Regions from separate parts of the Bombyx mori genome. Here region 2 is linked to region 1. Evidence: chromatin contacts called from public Hi-C data. All regions are on one chromosome and are shown on one strand. Each heading gives the region's core, a stretch centred on a gene start, on an enhancer-like site or on the middle of the called end of the contact. The rest is flanking DNA. Distances are from core to core; before and after follow the strand shown.

The links. Hi-C and Micro-C count contacts between places; a contact is called where the count stands out from the background.
Region 2: a contact with region 1 is called in a Hi-C map of middle silk gland, with 2.2 times the contacts expected there. The contact joins the promoter of LOC101745249 here to the promoter of Ck2a in region 1. A contact is called at or near these places in 2 of 7 Hi-C or Micro-C datasets (middle silk gland and whole pupa).

What each region holds. Positions count from the first base shown.
Region 1 is chr5:9,739,211-9,745,026 of ASM3026992v2, forward strand. It overlaps Ck2a (casein kinase 2 alpha subunit), which reads left to right and starts at 3,696. Exons shown (of 7, transcript NM_001043491.2): 1 at 3,696-3,867; 2 at 4,223-4,506; 3 at 5,299-5,486. The coding sequence starts at 4,300.
Region 2 is chr5:10,059,184-10,064,999 of ASM3026992v2, forward strand. LOC101745249 (potential E3 ubiquitin-protein ligase ariadne-2) reads left to right here and starts at 3,277. Exons shown (of 8, transcript XM_038011197.2): 1 at 3,277-3,962; 2 at 4,237-4,480; 3 at 5,068-5,243; 4 at 5,614-5,799. The coding sequence starts at 3,741. It overlaps LOC101745490 (ATP-dependent 6-phosphofructokinase), which reads right to left and starts at 1,839. Exons shown (of 16, transcript XM_062668696.1): 1 at 1,532-1,839; 2 at 1,088-1,451; 3 at 749-953; 4 at 92-246. The coding sequence starts at 1,371.

The DNA of each region.
Region 1 (5,816 bases), core at 2,446-4,945:
ACTACTCCAAAAGTTTCGCGTGTACTTAAACAAAGGAAATCATCTTATCGAGATGATGAAAATATTCGTTTGGCACAACAAAATGATCGAATGAGCCGAGAAAATATTTTTTATTTTTTAATAATTTTTAATAATATTTTTTGGTGATAACAACCCTTTATCAATATCGGCACGCACTGTTCGAAGGTGTTTAGTAGAATATAAGTTGCACGGAAGGAAAAAAGAAGGTGCCCATCTTGAAACGAAGCCATAGGTGAGCCCGGCTTGCAATTGCAAGATGCTGTGGAAACTGGACTGTTAGACAGTGGGAAATGTTATTTTTTCTGAGGAGACAACAATAAAAAGGGTATGTTTTGATGGAAAACGGTATGTACGACTTCCTCCGAATAAAGCATTCAAACCAAGTACACAAAATTTAAATTAAAACATGATTCGGGCAATGTGTTGGGGGTGCTTTTCTGGACATGATATTGGACCTGTTAAGCTAATGATGGAAACATGGATCAATTCCAATATAAAAATATAGTGGAAGAAACAACGTTACCTTATGCCGAAGACGTGTTTCCGGTTATTTGGATTTTCCAGCACAACAATGATCCAATGCATACTGCACGCATCGCTATGGAATTTCTCACATCGAAATTACTTTCTGTGTTAGTTTGGTCAGTTAACAGCCCAAATCTAAACACAATAGAACATATTTCGTGCGAAGTCAAGAAAGAGGTCTTAAATCGACAGGCCACACTGTTGATTTGAGATTAAGAGAGCAGTGTTTTCCAACTCCATACAAACATGAGTTAACTTTTGCGCTATCGAGAACGTTAAAAAACTCCCACTAAGCATACTGTACGATGTTGTCTTATAAGAATGGAACTCTATCTTTATTGCGAAATGTACAAAATTGATAGTGTCAGTGTTTCACCTGTGTAAAGCATACAATTAAAAGCCCTGGACATGTTAATTTAATAACTATTAATTATAATTTAAAATATATTAGATAGCATTTCTTTACGCACTTCACATTAATGTGAGTTATTTAATGTAAGTTTCATATAAAACTACCTACTCCACAGCAGCTTAATAAATCGTTAATTATTTTTCCAGGTTCATTACTATTTGAATTTATTAATATAAAAAATACACAAAATTTGCAAAAGAACCTTAGCAATTTTATTCGATTTTCCTAATCCCGTTTGCTCTATGGGTGTGGGTATTTCATAAATTATCTAGTTATGATTTAGATTAAAAAAAAAGCTGAAACTTCAAATCGTTCATAATTCTAAGATCAACCGCACATGTCGCATGTCTCCTTCATTTTTGTGACTGCTTCAAGCAGTCTGCTTGTACCAATCCCATTCTAATGGGGTTCAGTTACCAATTCTCTTACATTCCCTGGGATTATTTGAAACTTCTGGTTCTACGATAGAAATTAGATTCTCTTTGTGCTTTATACCAATGCTTTGGAGCAGTGCTCTGAAGCATTAGTCGAGATGATCTCTATAATTCTATCTTACCATCGCGCCAGGCGCGACCGTCATAGAGTTTATCTTTATAACTACATAGCTGAAACTACTGCATTCATTCACAGTGAATTCCCCGCCGTTCCCCACATAAAAACGGTACGCGATAGCGCCGCGTTTATACTAGGACGACTCTACCTAATGCTTTGTAGTCGAAGCAAACTGTCCCTCCGCAATAAGGTAACTCTCTACAAAACTTGTATACGCCCCGTTATGACGTATGCAAGCGTAGTGTTCGCTCACGCAGCCCGCAACCACTTGAAATCCCTTCAGGTTATTCAATCCCGATTCTGCAGAATAGCCCTCGGAGCGCCATGGTTCCTTATGAACGTGGATCTCCACGATGACCTGGAGCTCGACTCATTTAGTAAGTATCTACAGTCGGCATCGCTGCGCCGTTTTGAGAAGGCGGCACGACGTGAGAACCCTCTCATCGTAGCCGCTGGAAACTACATACCCGACCCAGTAGACCGAATGGTAAACCGTCGACGTCGCCCAAAGCACGTCATTACGGATCCTCCTGATCCATTAACGGTGCTTTTAGGCACCACAAGCACCGGTCGCCGTCCTCGTCGAACCCGTCGCTTGCGACGAAGGGCTCGACGAGCGAACTAACCCATAGATACAGCCCACTGAGTTTCTCGCCGGATCTTCTCAGTGGGTCGCGTTTCCGATCCGGTGGTAGATTCTGCGAAGCACTGCTCTTGCTAGGGTCAGTGTTAGCAACTCTCCGGTTGAGCCCCGCGAGCTCACCTACAAACGTTAGGGCGAAGCTGAAATAGCCTCTCAAGGCTATCAGCATAAGTAGGGAAAAAAAATCCCCGCCGTCAGACAAGTTTACTCTTTAAAAGTGCTGTCATCTGTTGTTATGTTACGAAATGGAGTACGAATGTTGTTTGTGGCAATTGTTTTATTTCAACGAGAAACAATGCTAATTTGACTACCCATTAAATCAGCTCCGGAGGTTTTAAACTTCATTTCACAGTCAATTTTAATACATCTTTCTACTCTATCGTATGCTCTAAGGTTTTAAGCTTTGTTTCTACTTTTCATACTATTCTCACAGTTTGATTTTATTGTAAGTTTGTGTCGCAGCCTTTGGTAACACGACCTCATAGTCGATTTTAGATTTAAATAGGTAGATAACATTTTGCTATCCTTTTTAAAAAATGGCGGGAAATTACACGAACTTCAACTAAGGCAACAAATAGTTTACTAAAACTTAAGACATAGCCAAACTCTTAAAATTTTTGTTTAATCTAAATTTCCAATTTTCATTGGAGTACAAAATCGTAGACACAAACTCGCGATAATTTACTTGTTTAAAAAACACATGCTAAGAATCTGTCTAAGTCTAGAGCATACATTGAAAATAATATATATTTTTTGGTTTTAAAGAACGAACTCATAGCTCATCTGTTGTTTAGTGGTTACTGGATCCCATAGACATCATAGCGAAAAGGCCATCCGGTCTGAGATATGTAGTCTAATTATTATCAATGTATAACGGCTGTAGCACACATCAGACTGGAAAGCATTCTTGTTTCGCGTCAGAAATAGGTAGGGTGGCGATATCCTATCATGTGACTACATAAGACATCCTTTCACCAATAGGTTAATTGAGTTAGATAATTATGACCAAGAGAAAAGGGAAACGATGCCATCGTGGTCTGAATGTACGGACATGTGAAATCTAGGCTCGATTACTAAAGGCATCGCTGATAATACTAAGAGTTGAGCTTCTGAAAGACACAGCAAAATAGTAAATAGACTATCTTAAATGTGTTCATCAAAAAGCTTGCTTGTCCGGAAACCACTTATTGATTAAGTGGGCCCTGAACTTATTTGTCCTGCTACAGCAATAAAGAACAAGGCAAGTACATCTAAAAGTTTAGTCAATTTTTTTAATTAATATCTTAAATGACAATAATAAATATATTAATAATAAATAAATTAAGTTTTGTTTCATATTCTTAGTTTCTTTAGTATATATTACATAAAGTCCAGCGTTCAATATGATTTCTATAATTTAAGTACGGCCAAAAGCAAAATACGTAGGTAATTATTAAGCTATAAATACCACATTAATGAGCATCTGTACTGTTAGACAGACGGACGTTGGGCTGGCAGCACTGTCGCGTTCGTTTGTAGAGTAGAGTAGGCAGATGGATGGATAGGGATAGGTGGGCGTCCATCTTGAAGTTTTGCTGGGTTTGAGCCGGTTTCGTTGAAAAAAAAGTGAATTATTTAATTTAGTTTTAACTTTAATTATTAGTATCAAAAAAGTTCTATGGATTCTGAAACTGTTATATAGTGTAGAGTAGGAATAATCACAGTAATGTTTTAGGTATGGATGAAAAATGAACATAAGATCATTTGACAAGTAATGGCGTGCGTTTTTCTTACTGAAAGCACTTTCATATTTTATTTCATGGCGTCAGATACTATGAATAGAAATACCAAGTGCATGTGATTTGAAATTATGAGAATTTAAGAAATCCAGTAACTATGAACTTTTAAACGTGTCTGTTTTAGTGTTCAGTTATAGTGAGCTGGATGTCGTTTTTAGGTTATCCTTCACAATACTATAATTGAAAAGTGACTTGTAACCCAACTGCTCACGATACTGTTTGTAATATCAAAACAATTTAACACAGTGTAACTTTGTGCTTAGTGAAAAAAGTTATGATTTCTTTTCACAGTAACGCTACTCAAGACGTACGCGATTTCCGGAAAGACTATCGCAGATAAAACCTTTGGTTTACAAAGGCACAGTACGATGGCAGTACCTAGTAGAGCGAGGGTCTACGCTGATGTGAACTCACAACGTCCAAGGGAATATTGGGATTACGAAAGTTATGTAGTTGACTGGGGCAACCAAGAAGACTATCAGTTGGTTCGCAAGCTGGGTCGCGGGAAATACAGTGAAGTATTTGAAGCAATAAATATTACGAATAATGAAAAATGTGTAGTTAAAATATTAAAGGTAAGCACATTATAATTTTATTTTGGAAACCATTGCTTTTTTGCATATTTATACTTAAAAACTAATATGTAAGAACAAAGGTAAATACTAATTTTGTGATTATTAGCAGTTTCGGTCGATGGAGCATTTTAAACTTGTTTAGAAACCTTACTATTTCTCGTCAATTTCAACTGCAGTAGCAGATAGGGTATTTTCACTTTGTAATAATGCCTGGAACAAATTGTAATAGCGATCTAGAGATCAAGGTGAAATCAAACTGCAAGGTGAAGTTTAAATAGTAAATTAATGAGAAATTAAGTAACATATTTCATTAGCATAGATTATTTGTATCAAATACATTTTTAACATTTGAAAGTTGGATTTGATAACTAAACTATTTTTCTCTCTTTCCTACTTGACATATGGGTCTGCTTTTTTGAGTTCAATTCAACATTTTAATGTCTAGTCCCATTTAATTGAAAGGATTTTTCCATATAGTTATTTGGCAGGCTTGAGAGAGCAGACTAAGCGCAGTCACTTAAAATGTTAATTTACCTAACAGATTAAATTATATCAAATTGGGAGCATGTAAATTTTAGATTTATTAGTTTATTTGCATTGTAATTAACTTAATAATGAAATCCATTAATTATACTTTTTTTGTGAAGTAATTAAAATTCCACTGCAATAAAGATCTAGAGCTCATTTTTAAAAGTAGATTCAAGTAACTCTTTAACATCAGGGAGACCATGAGGTCTATCTGCTCATCTAAGCCAATCATAAAATTAATTACTCATGTCTCCATTGTTTCAGCCTGTAAAAAAGAAGAAAATTAAAAGAGAAATAAAAATTTTAGAAAACTTAAGAGGAGGCACTAATATAATATCTTTACAAGCTGTAGTCAAAGACCCTGTCTCGCGTACACCTGCACTTATATTTGAACATGTGAACAATACTGACTTTAAACAGCTATATTCGACATTGTCAGATTATGATATAAGGTTAGTTAATATGTAAAAAATTATATTGATTTTAATTATACTAATTTAAATATTAAAGGTTATTGAAACCTTTTGTACTGGGGTTATTATTTACCTATTATATAAGTATAAAATAAAAATAAATGCAGCTGAACCCATTATAAATTATCTCTTTATTCAACATTTAATAAAAAAGATCAGTTTTTATTCAAGTAGGCCTACACAGGCACTTATAAATTGTTGTGATTTTGTATCCAGTTTACAATACATTTTCACAATTGGAACATTAAAAACTACACGCACTCCAAAAATATGTATATTGCACATAAGATATTATTAAATTATCACATT
Region 2 (5,816 bases), core at 2,027-4,526, 320 kb after region 1:
CTGTTATTTTAAGACATTTCTATGATTGACCATTTGACACAATATTTGATTAAAACTAATCAAAATAATTTTAATAAATGTATATTCTTACCCACAGTTGCGACCCATGACCTCCATAATAAATGTTCTTTGATGTGAATAAGCAGTGCTTACAATTGCATCAATAGCTTCAATGATTCTATGCAAGGCTGAATCAGTACCTATTGTCATGTCTGTACCACAAAAATCATTGTCAATTGAACCAACCTGGAATTTAAAAACATATGTCTGATATGATATTGCTTTTATATAATTACTCATACAATAGGAAATTATGGTACACAAAATGTAATAATATGTGGGAACCAATGCCAATTTCAAGACTTCCTAACAAGATGTATTATCCAAGATGTTCCTGTACATTCACTGACTTTTAAGGCTGTATTAGCAAATGTAGTATTAAAAATAATTTTTAAAAAACTTTAAAATTTTTTTTTTTTTAATGTAGGAATCTACAATCCCAATATTCGCCTCTATTTCTTATTGCGCAAAAGTTTAGGCTTAGATTACACAATAATCTTAAAGAACTAGAATATTATTCCAATTAAAACAATAACATAAAATACTAATTAAGATAACAACCGACTAGACTTTACAGATGATGTTAAAGGTAGAGAAGCCTATTCTTGATTATAACAGTAAATATTATTTTAATAAAAGAAAATTACATATTTTTATATTTATAAAATAATTGATGATATCCATTTACCATTCCAGCTATGTGCAAAAATTTATATTTTTCCCTTTGATCTTTAGTAATTTTGTTGTTCTCCAGCAATTCATCAAGAAGGCTAGACCATTCTTGTCGGAACAAATTGGCACCAGTCAGCGAACCATCACCACCAATAACCACAAGATTGGTTATACCACGGCTCACTAAGTTATATGCGGCTTTGAGACGACCTTCTTTTTTACTGAAATATATTGAAAACATTTTATTGTACACTATTTTCGATACTAAATTTCAATTTCAATTTTGGTACACAAACAACCCTTTATATAAGAAAGAAAAAAAAACAAGCAATAAACGTGTAAAACTACAACTTACATGAACTCCATGCACCTAGCTGATCCAATTATAGTGCCTCCTTTGTGAATTATAGAGCTAACAGAAGACCAGTTCGCTTCTTCAATGTTATCACCTCCATCTACCATGCCCTGGTATCCTTCACGAATAAAATATACTTTACACCCTAAGTATATGCCCATACGCACGACTGATCGCACAGCGGCATTCATTCCCTGAGAATCTCCACCGCTAGTAAACACAGCAAGCCCCTTGCCTTTATGAGAGCCGCGGCCAATAAATTTCTGAGTAGCTGACCCGTCCATCGTGGTAATCAAAATATTGTAGTCCTCAATAATAAATAGCTAATTTAGATTGTTTTTAGTTTTTCAATATTATGTAATCACTGCGGAATAAGTATTATTATGATTAAGCGATATACATTTGTGTAAATATATAAGTTCTTTTTATTTAAATTTTACGTACCGCTTCTCATCCAGATTGAAAAAATTTAAATCTTGTTCTTGCCCAAGGTGACCTTTGTTGGATGACAAAGGTTGATTGACATTTTTTGTTGTCAAAATTTAGTGTAAACAGCTGTTTACTTTAGTCGATGTTCTTGTTTGGCACAATCTTTAGTCGACATGTGGTCCTAAGTCCACCATCAAGTTCAAAGGCTCTTGCTTTTGATTCTTGACTCTTGTCAATAAGCATCGCAGTTCTATCCAGTCTGTACAAGATAGAATATTGCTTCAAAAAAGAGCTTGTGGACTTCATTAGTATTTCTATGCGGATCCTTCTGGAAATGTTACTTTGCTTGAGTTCATCTTTTTTTGTATTGTCGCAAAACAGCTACCAATGTTTTCTCTTATAATCGATTTCAAATAAGGGGGATGTTCTCAGATTATTTTTTAACTGTAAACGCTACCACAAAACGTTTCGCTAGGTGAACCGATTTTAATGATACTTTAAACTGTTAAGATACTTTTTTATTTAAAATCTAATGATTTTTATGTGGTTCCATTTAAATTTTACCAATATCTAACCGGATGTTTTTAAGTTATGCTTAATAATACATATTTAACTGACTTCGACTATATTGATAACTAGCTTTTGCCCGTGACTTCGTCCGCGTGGAAGTTACTTTGGGCCACTTTGGGGTAACGCAAAATTTTACCCGCGACTTCATGTACGTTGAAGATGAAAATATTTTTGAATAATAGAATGTTAATGAGCTATTTAAGGTACCAAAATCACGCTTTTTAACCAACTTCAAATGAGATATATAAAAAGGTTATATTGAGCCAACCTTAAAATATAGACATATGCTGTCGCGGACTTTCTTGTTAGGACTTTTAAAAGGGAACAATTTTGTACTACATTATTTGAGCGAAACTTTAACCGTTTCCGCAGCGCACGCAGCGGAAGCCCTCAAAAGAAAAAAGAAACCGTTTTTTAAACATACTTTGTTAGTGCTCCGCTCGAATTGGTCTTAGCGTGATGTTATTTAACCTATAGCTTTCATCAATAATTGGCTATCTAACACTGAAAGACTTGTTCAAATCGGACCAGGAGTTCCTGAGATTAGAGTGTTCAACCAAACAAACATACAAACAAACTCTTCATTTTTGTCAAATACCAACATGATCTAAACTGAATTTTCCTGCTGTTTTTTTCGAGTGTTTGAACGTATTAAATGTATTGCAAAGAGGTTTGTAGAGCCTAGCTTAAAGACTAGTTCTAGTTGAAGTCAAAGGTACTAAGTGCTTAATAAAAATTCTGTCAATGAGCGACAATGATTCGATAAATCCTACTTATCACCAAGCTAAACAGATTGAACCCAAGGGTAGTAGATTTCAGGGGCTAGAAGCTTCAAAGCCCTATGGTTAAATTGTATTTCGTTTTGACGATAGATCACTGGCAAGCTCAACGTTTTGCAGCAGGATACCCTTTTATACTAATATTTGGAGGTCGGACCGGTTGATTACATTTTGCATGAACGTTGTCAGACCAAAGAAGAACCTGGTGGGATCCGTTATCAACCAATTTAAAGTACTATTTCCAAGGAATATCACAAAATTAATTGACGTAATGTTTCTCTCTGTATTAGATTTACTTATTGGGACAAATACCAAAATACAAAAATCTGGAGTGCTTATGTTCAGAGCACACTAGTTATTCCTTGCGCAGAATCATAAATAATACGATTGTTATATAAAACGCAGTGTTAAGTAAAGTACATTATATGGATATATACTTAGACTAGTAATTACAGTCTTTAAATCGCAGTTAGCAAAAATAAAATAGGTTTTACACAAAACAGGAAATGCTTATAGTACCTAATTTTACTGTACATAACTATTTCAATATTAAAACATCTAGAATAATGAAGTCAAACCGCTATTAATTTTAAACCTTAGATCATTAATTTATGGTCTAACACAAAATTTTATTTGTGAAAAAAAATCAGGTACCTACTTGAGAATAATTAGTTTGTTTGTATCTAGTTCCTTATAAAGTATTGTTCATCATTTTGACAAGTGGAAGATCAATTCAATTCGTAATTCGTAGAGTGTACTTGTATGATACAAATACGAATACATACTATATATAGTGTGTTATAGTGTTTTTAAAGGTAGAAGACCAAAACACATTATTTCGTAGTAAAAAAACATCGTAAGAACCAAACTACAAAATGTCTGCGGAGTCTGATATGGAATATTCTGACAATGACGGCGATGATTATGATTACTACGGTGAACACGAAGATTGTGATATGGAAGTAGCCGATCGCACTAAGTCAGATCCTGAGTATTTTGTGTTTTCTTGTCTGAAAGTTGAAGAAGTGGAAAAATTACTCAACGAATCTATTGAATTACTTAGTAACAGCCTTCAGATAACACCATCACTCGCCAAGGTATTCCCAATTTCAGTGTAAAGCATTCTTTACATATATAAAACGAGAATAATTGTTACTCATCATGTACACAAAGTCATAGTTCATAAAGTGGTTATTTTCACTACCAAACCAACCTTGACAATTGAACGAATATTAGACCACATTATATTATACCCCCTGCTGTGATTTTATTGCGTAGGTACCTTGAAAATTTCCTAAAGTTACTGATTTTGATTAATCCATTTTAAGGGTTTCTATGATACAAAATTGTAACAAATATGCTGATTTTCAGGTAGCACTACATGCATATGAATGGAATGCTCAAGAAATAATTAACAAATATAAAGAAAATGCAAATGAAGTGTTGGTTTTCAGTAGGGTGAAGCCACAAGTGCCTTCACAAAGTATATCAAGCAGATCAAGTTGTGCTGTTTGTGCCAGCACACCTCAACTGCACAAGTATAGTGCACTAGCATGTGGACATTATTTTTGCAACGACTGTTGGGCAATGCATTTTGAAGTTCAAATAATGCAAGGTGAGTTTTAAGATATAGCTAAAATCTGTTTTAAAATGTTTATTTTTAAGGGATTGTAGAGGATAGTAATCCTAGAACATAACATATTTGACAGATGCCTGAATCTTACTTACAAAATTTTCAAGAAAATCTTACTTAACCACGCTTGAAAGGCAAACGTGACTAAGCAACAATGCGTGAACTTTACAGTAGACTAATTTAAAGTTGAAATACCTCAAAACAAAATTTATTTTAACGAATCTAGCTAGTAGCTGTAGGATTGAAATGATTTTAATAGACCTAGAGATATATTTTTTTTGCGCTTCGAATATGGTTATTGCCTATCATTTATGTACAAAGCAGTTAATGTTGCTTAGTCATGTTTGCCTTTCAAGCATCAATATGTACAAATTCTAGACAATAATATTTTGACTGACGGTCTACTGGATAATTTCACCTACCATATGCAAGATCATCCTTATGTCATTCATTTCAAAGAATGTTGCAGTGTTACAAATGACATCTAATTTTATAGTACTTGGGATTTTGAAATAATAAACGAAAAATATAAAATAACTAATTTTTTTGTACTCCATTTTAAATTTTAGGAGTCTCAAATACAATACGCTGCATGGCTCAAAACTGTGAGGTCAGAGCGCCAGAGGATTTTGTTCTGTCACATGTTACTAAACCAGCATTAAGGGACCGATACCAACAATTCATGTTTAAAGATCATGTTAAATCTCACCCACAACTTAGATTCTGCCCTGGTCCTAACTGTCAGGTTTGTTCCATTATTTTATTGAAATCATTGGAATTTTGTGGACAACATTTTTTTATAAATCAAATTTTTTGGACTACGTATCTCATTGATTAATTGGAATGATAAAAAGTAATCCAAAATTAATACAAAAAAACCTTCTAATAATGTAAAACAATACAAGTACTCAAAATCACAAATTACAATACAGTTTTTATATTATTAATATTATTTGAGCATTTTATAATACAAAACAATAAAAATCTAACTTGCTTTCTATTTTTAGTATCCTAATTGAAATGAATTTGGCCCAAGAAAGATTGAAATAAAAAAAAAATTAATGAATATCTCTCAACAAAAATAATACAATAAAACATTTGATTTTTACATTTAGTGGATTTTTCGAGCATTCATTCGTGAAGGAGCACGCCGTGTTGAATGCAAAGGTTGTGAATCATTGACATGCTTCTCATGCGGGGCTCCTCATCATGCTCCTACTGACTGTGCTACAATTCGACAATGGTTAACCAAATGTGCTGATGACTCTGAAACTGCAAACTATATTAGTGCCCACACTAAGGTATGGAAATTTTAGAG